2 separate regions of the Mus musculus genome follow, and region 1 is linked to region 2. Evidence: chromatin contacts called from public HiChIP or PLAC-seq data. All regions are on one chromosome and are shown on one strand. Each heading gives the region's core, a stretch centred on a gene start, on an enhancer-like site or on the middle of the called end of the contact. The rest is flanking DNA. Distances are from core to core; before and after follow the strand shown.

Evidence for each region. HiChIP or PLAC-seq counts read pairs in DNA pulled down with a chosen protein or histone mark.
Region 1: an H3K27ac HiChIP or PLAC-seq map of trophoblast stem cells shows a contact between it and region 2, with 4 times the contacts expected there. The contact joins the promoter of Cox5a here to the enhancer-like site in region 2. A contact is called at or near these places in 4 of 39 promoter capture datasets (the C10 cell line, embryonic stem cells, hippocampal neurons and 1 more), 1 of 15 datasets of contacts at CTCF or cohesin (large pre-B cells), 3 of 484 Hi-C or Micro-C datasets (the N1E-115 cell line, embryonic stem cells and uterus), 5 of 115 datasets of contacts at active chromatin or transcription factors (T-cell acute lymphoblastic leukemia, embryonic stem cells, extraembryonic endoderm stem cells and 2 more) and 1 of 9 other capture datasets (adipose tissue).

What each region holds. Positions count from the first base shown.
Region 1 is chr9:57,517,422-57,523,259 of GRCm38.p6, reverse strand. It overlaps Cox5a (cytochrome c oxidase subunit 5A), which reads right to left and starts at 2,028. Exons shown (of 5, transcript NM_007747.2): 1 at 1,845-2,028. The coding sequence starts at 1,932.
Region 2 is chr9:56,885,899-56,891,443 of GRCm38.p6, reverse strand. It overlaps Cspg4 (chondroitin sulfate proteoglycan 4), which reads right to left. Exons shown (of 10, transcript NM_139001.2): 3 at 2,658-5,545; 4 at 904-1,386; 5 at 278-454. Among named protein-coding and RNA genes, the nearest start is that of Cspg4, 24 kb to the right of the region's middle. Within about 2 kb of position 1,538, at least 16 of the 459 cell types and tissues checked have an H3K27ac peak or open chromatin away from gene starts, as enhancers often do. A contact at or near this core is called in hippocampal neurons and trophoblast stem cells, where this site is marked.

The sequences.
Region 1 (5,838 bases), core at 779-3,278, 630 kb before region 2:
TTTCTTCTGTAAAATATGAGCATCTACTTGGTTTCTCTTTTTGATTTTACTTTTTATGTATTTTTGCCTGCATTATGTGTATGTACTTCTTGTGGGGTGCATAAGGAAGTCAGAAAAGGGTGCTGGGAATCGAACCTGGGTCCTTTGCAATGACAAGTACTCTTAACCTATGAGCCCTTGCACTCCCCAGGTTTCCTAAATGCATTCCAAAGCTGAGTGTGGTGGCACACACCCGTGGTCCTAGGCATTCCAGAGGTGGATGCAGGAGGACGATCATGACTACACAGCTACTTTTGAGTCCACCCTTGACTATCTAAGATGCTATCTAACCTCTTCCCACCAAAAAATCCTAAACTCCCTACAGTCGACTCTCTTGTTGTTAATACAATGCCTTACAAAAGACAAACTAAATGAAGCCAAAAAAAAATTCTTTAGGTTCCAGTAATCAAGGAAACAATTTTGGAGTGTCTGAGGCCCTTCTTTGTGTGTGAGGCCATGGCTAGACTGGAACACAAAGAGATCCACCTTTTTCTTTTTCTTTTTTAAACCTCCCTGTGAGTGTTGGTCCCAACGTACCTGGCTAAGTTATTTTTATATCTACACACATGAACTAAATCTCATAAAACACTAATGTATCTCAGACCAGGATCCAAGCACACAACTACTGTGATTAAAGTATAATGCCTGTGCCGGGTGTGGTGGCTCCCAAGGTTAATCCCTGCACTTAGGAGGCAAGAGGAATGCAATAAGTTCCTCGATAGCCCTTTTAGTACCATTCTGAGTTCTAGTCTAGTCTGGGCTATAGAGGCCCTGTTTCTAAAATAAAATACTCCTATTTATTTTAGGCCGATGCCGGCCTGGTTTACAAAGAGTTCCAGGACAGCCAGGCTACACAGCTGACACATACCACAACCAAACAAAACCAAAAGTAAGATAGATGTACCGTGCTAAGTGGAGAGGGTCTGAGAACACACCAAGTGGCAGAGCAATTATCTAGCAATGCAGGGCCCTTGGTTCCCCCTCAGCAATGGGGGTGGACAGTGATGGGACACAAAATCTCCTGATCACACAGAAGGGGAAACAAGCAACCAAACATAATACTTCATAAGTCAGCACTGAAGCTTCTCATTTTAAACGGGTGGAGGGGAATCCACGAAGCTTTCCCATGTTTGTACACCCAGTATTCCTCAGTATTTGGTACCCAATCTTGTAAACGTTATCATTCTTTCCATTAATATTTGTCAATGTTCAGGCTCTCTTACAAGCCGCAAGAAACCACACTTTAAATTATCTATTTGAAACGCAGGGCTAAAATGTGGCTCAACAGTCCTCAAACGTGGCCGTACCCAGTTATGAAGGTGACACAAAAATGCCAGCAGAGAATTGCCTGATCAGGGCTAAAAGGGTATTGTGTCCCACTGGGGAATCAAATTGTGTTCTAGGAAACGCAGAGGCGGGCGGCGCGCCCGGAGGCTCAATGTCACCTTCGCCAAGATGCCGCAGGCCGGCGGGGGCCACTCCCGGTCAGGTGGCTGCGGGGTCAGCGCAGGGAACGGTCACGGCCCAGAGACTGAAAGGAAGTGCTGAGCTCGTCCTCGGCGACCCCGGCAAGTCCACACACCTGACTGGCCGCGGGTTCGGCATCAGGAAGTGGCGGGGAGGGAGGCCCGGAGGAGTCTCCTACACGACTCCAGACGGCCGCGGACGCACTGCGGTCACCGGGCTCCAATGCCGGCTCGCAGGGCAAAGGCTAGGCCGCCAGGGAGCCTGCCCTCGAGTGGCGGCGGGAGCCCAGGTCACAGCAAGGACACGCGAGCGAGGGCTGTGGCGGGCGCGGACCTTACCGGCGGCGGGGCTGGGAGCCGAGGCGGGGTGCAGGAGGCCTCGGGCAGCCGCGGCTGCGGTACAGCGACGGAGGGCAGCGGCGAGCATGACGGCGACCACAGCGCACTGGCTGAGGCTGACGAGAAGCCGGTGTGAGCTCGCGGGCGGTACAGCAGTTCGCGGGGGCCGGACTCACGCAGCGACGCACGCTGGGCGGAGCATAAGGCCGGCCCACTGCGGAGCTCGCGCCTACGGAAGCGGGTGGGGCGCCATGCGGTCGCCGGCGGCTACGGCGGCCGTGGAGGACAAACCACGTCGGCGCCGCGCCAAAGCTGGTCCGATGACCCGGGTGACCGTAGTGAACATTCCTGCGTGGGAGGAAAGGCAGGGTGAGCAATGGACAATGTGGATTTGGAATCGCCAACAGAGGAGACTATCACAATTTGGAATTGTAGCGATAATAACGGCAAACTATAATAAGAATAACCGCTTTGCCCCCGCGCGTTGGTGTATGCTATAATTCTAGCCCTCTACAGGCTAAGTATTAGGAATTTCAGGCTCTCTTATGCAACCTGAGTCTCAGAAAAAAAAAAAATCATACTGGGAGTAGTGACTCAAGACAATAATCAACATTTTGGAGGCAGGGGGAAAGGGGATTCAAGGACAGCCTGGGTCACATGATCCTCCCCCACCCACTAAAGCCCAATTATTTACTTTTACCCATTAGGAAACCGACTCAAAAATTACGTTGTTTAGGGTCTAGGAAGATAGACGGTTTAGTGGATAAAGTGCTTTCTGTGGCTCAGTAGTTAATAGTTTATTAACTTTCTGCGCTCTCAGAGGACTCACGTTTACTTCACATCAGGTGGCTCCCAACTGTCTGTAACTCCCGCTCCAAGGGAATCTGACACCCTCTTCTGGACATCACAAGTACCCACATTGTGCTGTGCTATATACTCACACACATACATGTAAATAAACTTTACAAATGAAATGAAGGCACGGATGAATAAGTAAACGAAAAATGAAAAAAATGTACCTTGATTAAACGAGTATGAATCCATGAATTGGCTTTCCTAATCTTGACTTCTCTGAGCCAATTATGGGACATATGTTAGTTATCTTAATTTTATTTTTGGTTATAAGGTGTGGTAGTTATTGAATAAGAATGGCTCCCATAGTCTCATATATTTGAATGCTTGGTCATCAGAGAGTGGCACTATTTGAGAGGGATTAGAAGGTGTGGCCTTGTTGGAAGAAGTGTGTCATTGGGGGTGGGCTTTGGGGTTTCAAAAGCCCATGCAAGGTTCAGAGTCTCTCTCTTCCTGCTACCTTCAAATGTAGAACTCTCAGCTACTTCTCCAGTACCATTCCTGCCGTGCTTTCTGCCTGGATGATAATGGACACTGATCTCTAAAACTGTAAGCCAGCCCCAGTTAAATGCTTACTTTTATAAGAGTTGCTGTGGTCTCTTCACAGCAATAGAACACTAAGGTTTCATAGTAGCCCTGCCAGGCCTTGAACTCACAGAGGCCTGTCTGCTTCTGCCTCCTGAATGCTGGGATTAAAGGAGCTGGCTCACCAGCTCTTAGTTACTTTTTAAATTGATACAACAAAATATGTGACAGAAACAATTTAAGGAAGAAAGTGGGTTTGTTGTTGCTTGTTTGTTTTTTACAAAAGGGCCAGGCTATGCCAGTGCCTGGCAGATACAGAAGTGGATGCTCATAGTCATCTATTGGATGGAATACAGGGTCCCTAATGAAGGAGCTTGAGAAAGTACCCAAGGAGCTAAAGGGGTCTGCAACCCTATATGTGGAACAACAATATGAACTAACCAGTACCCTCAGAGCTATGTCTCTAGCTGCATATGTAGCAGAAGATGGCCTTGTCGGCCATCAATGGGAGGAGAGGCCCTTGGTCTTGCGAAGATCATATGCCCCAGTACAGGGGAACGCCAGGGCCAAGAAGAGGGAGTAGGTGGGTTGGGGAGCAGGGCGGGGGGAGGGTATAGGGGACTTTGGGGATAGCATTTAAAATGTAAATGAAGAAAATATCTAATAATAATTTTTTTAAAAGGCCAGGGATGTAGCTCAGGGGCGGAGTGCTTGTTTAGAATGATTTAACTCACAAGTAACACTTGCCTTTTTAAAGATACAGACTCAGTTGATGTTTATTATAGCCATGGGTGTAATCATCACAACTTTCTAGTTCCAGAACTTTCAGTCCAAGAATGGTTATCCCCACCCCCACCCATTGAAGGAACTTCTGACTGCCTTTCTGCTACTATAGCTTTATAAAGTTTTTTTATTTTGCTGGGCTTGAGGGTGGACAGTGCACACCTTTAATCCTAGCACTTGGGAGGCAGAGGCAGGCAGATCTCTGAGTCTGAGAGAGTTCCAGGACAGCCGTGGCTACACAGAGAAAACCTGTCTTGAAAAACTATACCAAACCAAAAGCCCCAAAACCCAAACAAAACAAGAAATGATTTGATGTGTAGGAGTGTTTTGTCTGTCTTATACATATGTACCACATGCACACCCAACATGTCAAAAGAGGGCATCAGATCCCCAGGACTGGGGAAGCAGATGGTTGCGATCTGATGCCAGGTGGGCGCTGGGAACAGAACTCTGGTCCATTTCAAGAGCAGCTAAGTCATCTCTCCGGCCCTTTGATTGCTTGTATGTTTCCTTTTATCCCTCCCCGAGTCTTGGGGAAGCATGTCGACTCTAAGCTGTACCTTCAGCTCTGTACACTTATTTTTACTGAGACAGGGTCTCACTACATTGTCCAAGCTGGCCTTGAACTTACTCTGTAGCCCTGTCAGACTTTTCACCTGCCTCTCACCTTCCCAAGTAAGATGGGATTCCAGGCCTGTGCTACCACACACAGCAAAAGGCTTGCCTTCTGTGGATATTTCACATAAAAGGACTCATATAATGTGGTCTTTGGTTTTTTGGGTTTTTTGTTTTTTGTTTTTGTTTTGGTCTTATTTTTTCTCTCCCTTTGATCCAGGGTCTCCCTGTATCACCCAGGGAGACCTCCAACTTCAGTTATTCTCAGTCTCTCTAAGGGCTGGGATTGAAGACATGTATCACTACACCCAGTCTTAACTACCTCTACCTCTTTAAAGTCCTATCTATAGATGCTGCCACATACTATGGTACTAAGTAGGATTTCTACATAGGAATTTTGGAGGAACACTATTTAGCCCATAACATAAAATCAATCTGTACTAATTCCTCCCCTTGGTATTATATCACCATACCAGCTGAAAAAAATTAAATTACATTTATTCATAAAGGGGAGGGGTGTCACAGCATGCATGGAGGTCATAGGACAACTTTCAGTCAGCCCTCTTCTTCCTTTCGTGGAGAGTGGGTAGATGAGGGGGTGAGGGTGGGGCTAGGTGGAGAGGTTGGGGGTAGGATCAAACCCAGATCATTAGATCCGGAAGCAATTACCTTTTCCACTGAGTTGTCTTGCTGGCCCAAAACTTCCCTCCTCTGATGGTCAGCTGGCTATTTCCATTGTGGAGCTCTTATGAATAGTGTTCTGAATATTCACGCTTACGCTTTAATATGTTCTGATCTATTTCAATTCTGTGTGTCAGCATAATTTTCATGGTTACAGATCCTGAGAGCTTTTAGCTTGAAAGCCAGAGGCAAGACAAGAATATATTACCGCTGTCACTTAACATTGTTCTGGATGGTCCACCAGCACATTTGGAAGCAGTCATGTACACATTTTGTGTGTGTGTGTGTGTGTGTGTGTGTGTGTGTGTGTGTGTGTGTGCGGGGGGAGATGTTTTCAGTTCTTCTGGACATACATCTAAAACATTATATGAGCCGTGCAGCAAGCGTTTAACTTTCTGAGAGACTGCTTACCAAAACAGCTGCTCTAGTATGAAGGTTGCACTATCCATATAAGTATATAGAGGCACGTTTACATGAAAGCCGGGTCTCTGTAGTGATGTGCTGTCTGAACCAATTCTACTCCCTCAGCTTCCACTCA
Region 2 (5,545 bases), core at 289-2,788:
ACATTTCTTTAGGTATTTTGGGCCTGAGACATGAGGGAAAACCTTTCTGTGAACAGGTGGGTCCAAGGACAGGCAAGGTCAAGGATGGTCTTTCTAAACCAAGACTGCCCAGTAACAAAACCTCACAACTGCGTTTTGTTTTCAGCACTGTATCACATCTCTCCTTCCAAGTTTGTGGTAGTGAACCCATTTCACAGAGGATGACACTGAGCCAGAGAGAAGGGACTCTAGTCTCTTTCTGGGACCAGAGATGGGATAGGTTCAGGAGTGAACTCACTTGCAGGCCTGTGTTTGTGGTGAGAACAGGGGGTTGGTCATTAACAGGAAGGATGGTGATCGTGAAGGCCACGGGCTGGCTCTGGCGGTCCATCTCTGAGGCATTAGCTAGCAGAACAAAGGCGTCTGTCTGTGTCTCACTTCCATCATGCACGTAGCGGATCAGCTGCTCTTCCACCTATGAGGAGACCCAGGATTGGTTGTCAGGCTTCAGCTAGCCCAAGACTCAACAGGGATCTTGGGACCAGCACCCTTAACGTCCCATTGTTAGGTACAGGAGACAGATCCCTTTAGAACACATTTCCACAGGTAAGAAGTGTGTATGTGGAGAGATGGCTCAGTGGTTAAGAGCACTGACTGCTCTTCCAGAGGTCCTGAGTTCAATTCCCTGCAACCACATGGTGTTTCATAACCATGTGTAATGGGATCTGGTGCCCTCTTCTGGTGTGTCTGAATAGAGCAATGATATATATTACATTCTTAAAAAAAAAAGAAGTGTGTGTGTGTGTGTGTGTGTGTGTGTGTGTGTGTAAACAACAACGTTTCCATTTCTCAGGGGAAGACTGAAATTAAAGCATAAAGCAGTGCCAGTAACTAGAGCCGAGGAGGCGCAGGTGTCTCCGGTACCTCTCTCCAGGAGAAGGTGCTGAGGCTCCCATCTTGAGAATGATCCTCCTTCTGCAGGGCCCCGTGCTGCGGTGGCTCTAGCACCTGCAGGACAAGGCCTGGCAGCGTGGGGAAGTAAGGCCCAGTGATCTGGACCAGAGGAGGGGCCAGCGTCCGGGTGCCGCCCTCGGGAACGCTGAAGTTTTGAACATCCAGGGGGATGACTGTGGGCAGCACCTCCAGCTCCACAGAGATGCCTTCAAGAGGATCACCCAGGCCCGAGGCCACATCCAGGGAGAAGGAATCACTCCAGGCTCCAGGGCGAGAGTGCAGGTAGAGAACCCGGCCTGAATTCACTGCCTCCTGGGAGAAGCTCTGCACAGGGTCCAGGCTGGGCGGCTCCTCTGCTGAAGCGCCGTGGGACACCATCACCAGGTAGCCGGCGTTCGGGGGGCTTCTCAACGAGAACATGATGTCGGCAGGCAGCACTGCCTCCTGGACCACCTAGTCAACAGAGACGATGGGGACAAACGGGGTCACAGGCTGTTGTGGACCTCAGGTGGCAGAACAGGCTCGGTCGCCACGTGTGGCTAATGCTTTGCTCAGGATCTGCTATAGCTGACACTATATACCACAAGAGGGCGCTCTCACCATACCTAGCAGCACAGGCTCCCAGGTCTTAAGCAGTTTGCTGATTTGGTCCACCCCAAAGGAGGCTGAGTACTCCTTCAATGCCTGCTCTACCCACACAAAAAAGTCTAAGCACCACTCTTAAACTACACTGCACTTCTGATTCTATGCCTTTGCAGAATACACCCCCCCCCACACACACACTTTTTAAAGATTTATATGTAAGTACACCGCAGCTGTCTTCAGACACAGCAGAAGAGGGCATCAGATTTCATTACGGATGGTTGTGAGCCAGCATGTGGTCGCTGGGATTTGAACTCAAGACCCTTGGGAGAGCAGTCAGTGCCCTTAACCACTGAGCCATCTCTCTAGCCCCCAGAATCCATTCTTTTAGCTTGGAATGCCATCTGCTACTTTTTTTTGCTGTCCATACTCCATACTTTTCTCTTTTCTCCACTCTTCTCCTACCTCTTCTTTTGTCTGGCCTGGAACTCTCTTAATAGACCAGGTTGGCCTTGAATTCAAAGAGCTCTGCCTGCCTCTGCCTCCTGAGTGCTGGGATTAAAGGTGTGCACCACCAAAGCTTGGTTCATATGCTGCCTCCTCTGGTGTGGACACTTCCTGACATGTTTAGTCATGGTCTTTCTCAAAGTCCAAACACTCAGAACTGGAAGGGCCTCAAAACTGGGCCTTCACAGTAAGGCAGTGAGCCAGCTGGTCAGCATTGCGCTGTGAGCTCCCTGAGTTAACAGACACCATCACAGGCCCTCACAGTTCTGTTGTGGAGTCTAGGGAAAGAGCTAAGGACCTGTGGATCTGAGGGGCAGCGCTCCTAAAGGTCACCCCTCATGGTAACCTCATAGGGACTGTGACAGGATATACACTCTTGGTCTCTGCTTCAGAGATTCTGTGGATCTGGCTGGAACCCAGATTTTACACGGCTATCCATAGCAAGGACACATGTATATGTGATCTCTGGAGGTGCGTGACACTTAACAGGTAGGTGTATGTTCCTAGACACATGCAGAACTACAACACATACAGGTGACTACTGAAGCTGTAATACTCCTAAGACCTGCATCCCCACAGGAACGCCCCCCTCATGGAAGTACCCTCAGCTTGGCAGGCCTCGTGCACTGCCTTACCTCTAGCTGGTCCCTTCTGATCTCAGCCGCTTCCCCCTGGAAGACGTAGATCTTTTTGTGCTGCACCAGTTGCAGTGGGGCCAGGGGACCCTCGAGGGCAATGGTCACTTGTAGGAAGGTGTTAGTGTGTACTGGCCCTGCTGCCACAGAAAACGCCAGGGTGTCTTGGGGGCTGAGGCTGCCATTGTGGCTGTAGAGGATGGCCCCATCGAGCAAGTCCCGTTGGGAGAAGGAGGTGACTGACTGGCCATCCCGGAGCAGCTGCCCCCACTGAGGACCAGCGGTTACATGGTAGTGGACCTCATTTCCACTTCGTATGTCCAGGTTGGTGTCCAGCTGGAGCACAGCAGTGTCAATGGTGCCCTGGCCTCCTTGAGGAACCACGAGACTAGAACTATTGGCTACGTGAAGATAGGGTTCTGAGGCTTGGACCTCCAGCATGGCAGTAGCCTGGTGCTGCCCATCAGACACCTGCAGCTGGAGCCAGCCGTGGTCGGCCCCCGAGTGCACAAACAGGACTTGCTTCTTCCTGAGATCCTCTTGGGTGAACCGGTAGATGGGCCTCGTGGGCTCCTCCATAGCCACAATGCTGCCAAAGAGGAGGTCCTTGCGGGTCAGCACCAGTTGCGCATCACTGAACCCTGAATCAGCATCGCTGAAGGCTACATCATCTGTAGTCAGCAGTCGCTGTCCACCCCGGGCCACGTGGAAGACACGGCTAATGGTCTGCACAGGGGCGTGGTCATTCACAGGCTGGATGGCCACTCGGAAGACACCACGCACCTCCTCCCAGGCCATGTCACCACTGCCCTCTCCCTGGCGTGTGGCCACAAACGGGATATCATCCTCTATGGTCTCAGAGTCATCGTGCTGGTAGACCAGTCGGCCATGAAGTAGGTCCTCATTAGTGAAGGATGTCACTGGGGTGGACTTCCCCTTTGGGTCCCTCCAAGCCAACTTGCCATGGTGAGGCTGCTCCATCACCTCATAGAGATAGCTGGCGCTGTTGAGACTCTTGACGAAGAGGTGGTCGGCAGACAGCACGCCCTCCCCTCCCTCGGGGACCATGAGAAGGACGTTAGTGAGGACGGGAGCATTTGGGTCACCACCAATGTGGATGGGGAATGTGTAGAGCGGGGAGAAATGGGGTGGGGATGTGACCCGGAAACGGAAGGAGTCATCGGCTGCCTCAGAGGTCCGCATTGTGGCCCTGTAGGTCACCCGACCGGCCTGCAGGTCACTCTGGCTGAAGCTCTCGCCGTCTGACAGCCTTGTACCCTGAAGCAGGAGGTTGCCTCTTCTGGGGGCCTGAACCAACTCATAGTGGAAGGTATGAGGTTGTGGGCTTCCCTCTTCCTCCTCTTCCTCCAGGGATGCCTCTAGGTGGGCTGGGGTGAGGGTCTCCTGATGAGGGTTCTGTGTATGCAGAGGTTCAAGCCTCAGCATCCATACTGTGGCCCTCTGGATGGTCACTGGGAAAGACAGATTGCTCAGTGTCTCCTGGCCCACCTGCACCTCTAAGATCAGGTCCTCCACTGTGTCTTGGGTGTGGTGCTGTGGGTCAGTGCTCAGGTACCTCACTCGGCCTTGCTCCACATCGCGCTGGTGGAAGGCCAGTGTGTCCCACCACTCGGTGCCCTCGACCCCTCCGGCCCCCTGCTTCTGCAGCTCCCCGAATTGCAAGGTACCAGTGACTCGGAACAGCACGCTCACATCCTGTCCCACCGCGTTCGTTTCTACTGACAGGTTGGCAGGCAAGATGGCTGCGGCAGAGCCCTGGGCCAGGTGCAGCCCTGTGTTGTGGAGGATCTGTATGGCTGGCCGGACGGCCACTACCTTCAGTGTCGCTGGAGCACTGGCCTGCATCCCATCACTGACCCGGAATGTTAGGTCCTGTGCAGGCCCACCACGGTGGACATAGACTATGTCGCCCACCTCCAGTTCCCGACAGGAAAACTCAGTTGCTGGCTCTCCTGGCTGGTCTCGGTGTTCCACAGGGACACCAGAGGAGACGCCAAGGAGCTGGAAGGTGAGACCCTCACAGGCAGAGTCCGGGTCGTAGGCCTGGAAAATCTCCGGTCCCAGAGGCTTCTGTGTGTGTTCCAGGATCACCATGAGGCTGCCGTGGGGGAAGATGATGCGAGGTGGATCGTTGACAGGATTGACCTGGATGGGCAGGATGTAAATTTGGCCCCTCCGCAGGCAGGAGGGCACAGGTGCCCGAGCAGTCACAGACACCTCCAGCATCAGCTGGTCAGAGGTGTCTTCAGAGCCATCGTGAACAAAGCGGGCCTTACGGTTCACCACGTCCAACAGGGTAAACATTTTCCGGGTTTGGGCTCCCAGGATGTCTAGCTCCAGGTCACCATGTCGTGCACTCTGGCTCACGCTGAACAGCACCTGGGACTTGCGCAGCTCTGCCTCTGTCAGGTCCAGGGTGGGCTGCACGTGCCGCCACTCAAGCCAGGCCGTGCCACCCTCGGCCACCACCAGGGGGCTGATGGTAAGCAGCTGGGTGAAGTTTGCAAAGACAGCAGGCAGTCCCGGCTCAGGAATACATGGCTCTGGCAGTTCCATGGCTGGCCAAGCTTCTGGTGCCAGGGTGGAGAAAGTTTCATATGGGCCATAGACCTCTTCTTCATATTCATCCTCCTCAGGCCTGCATCCTGCTGACATGTCACGGGTCAGCCAGGCATCCCGGAGGCCCTGCCTCCTGCCATTAACACTGAAATCTTCTATGCAGCCTACCAGGGAGATATTGGCAGCCCCCGGTGCCAGGCCCAGACGGTGCTCTTGGAGGTGGCGAGAGGCTTCTGTGTCCAGACCCCCAAGGAGGAGACTGCCACGTGGCTCCAGGTAGCTGAGGACCCCACGGTTGAAAGTACGCG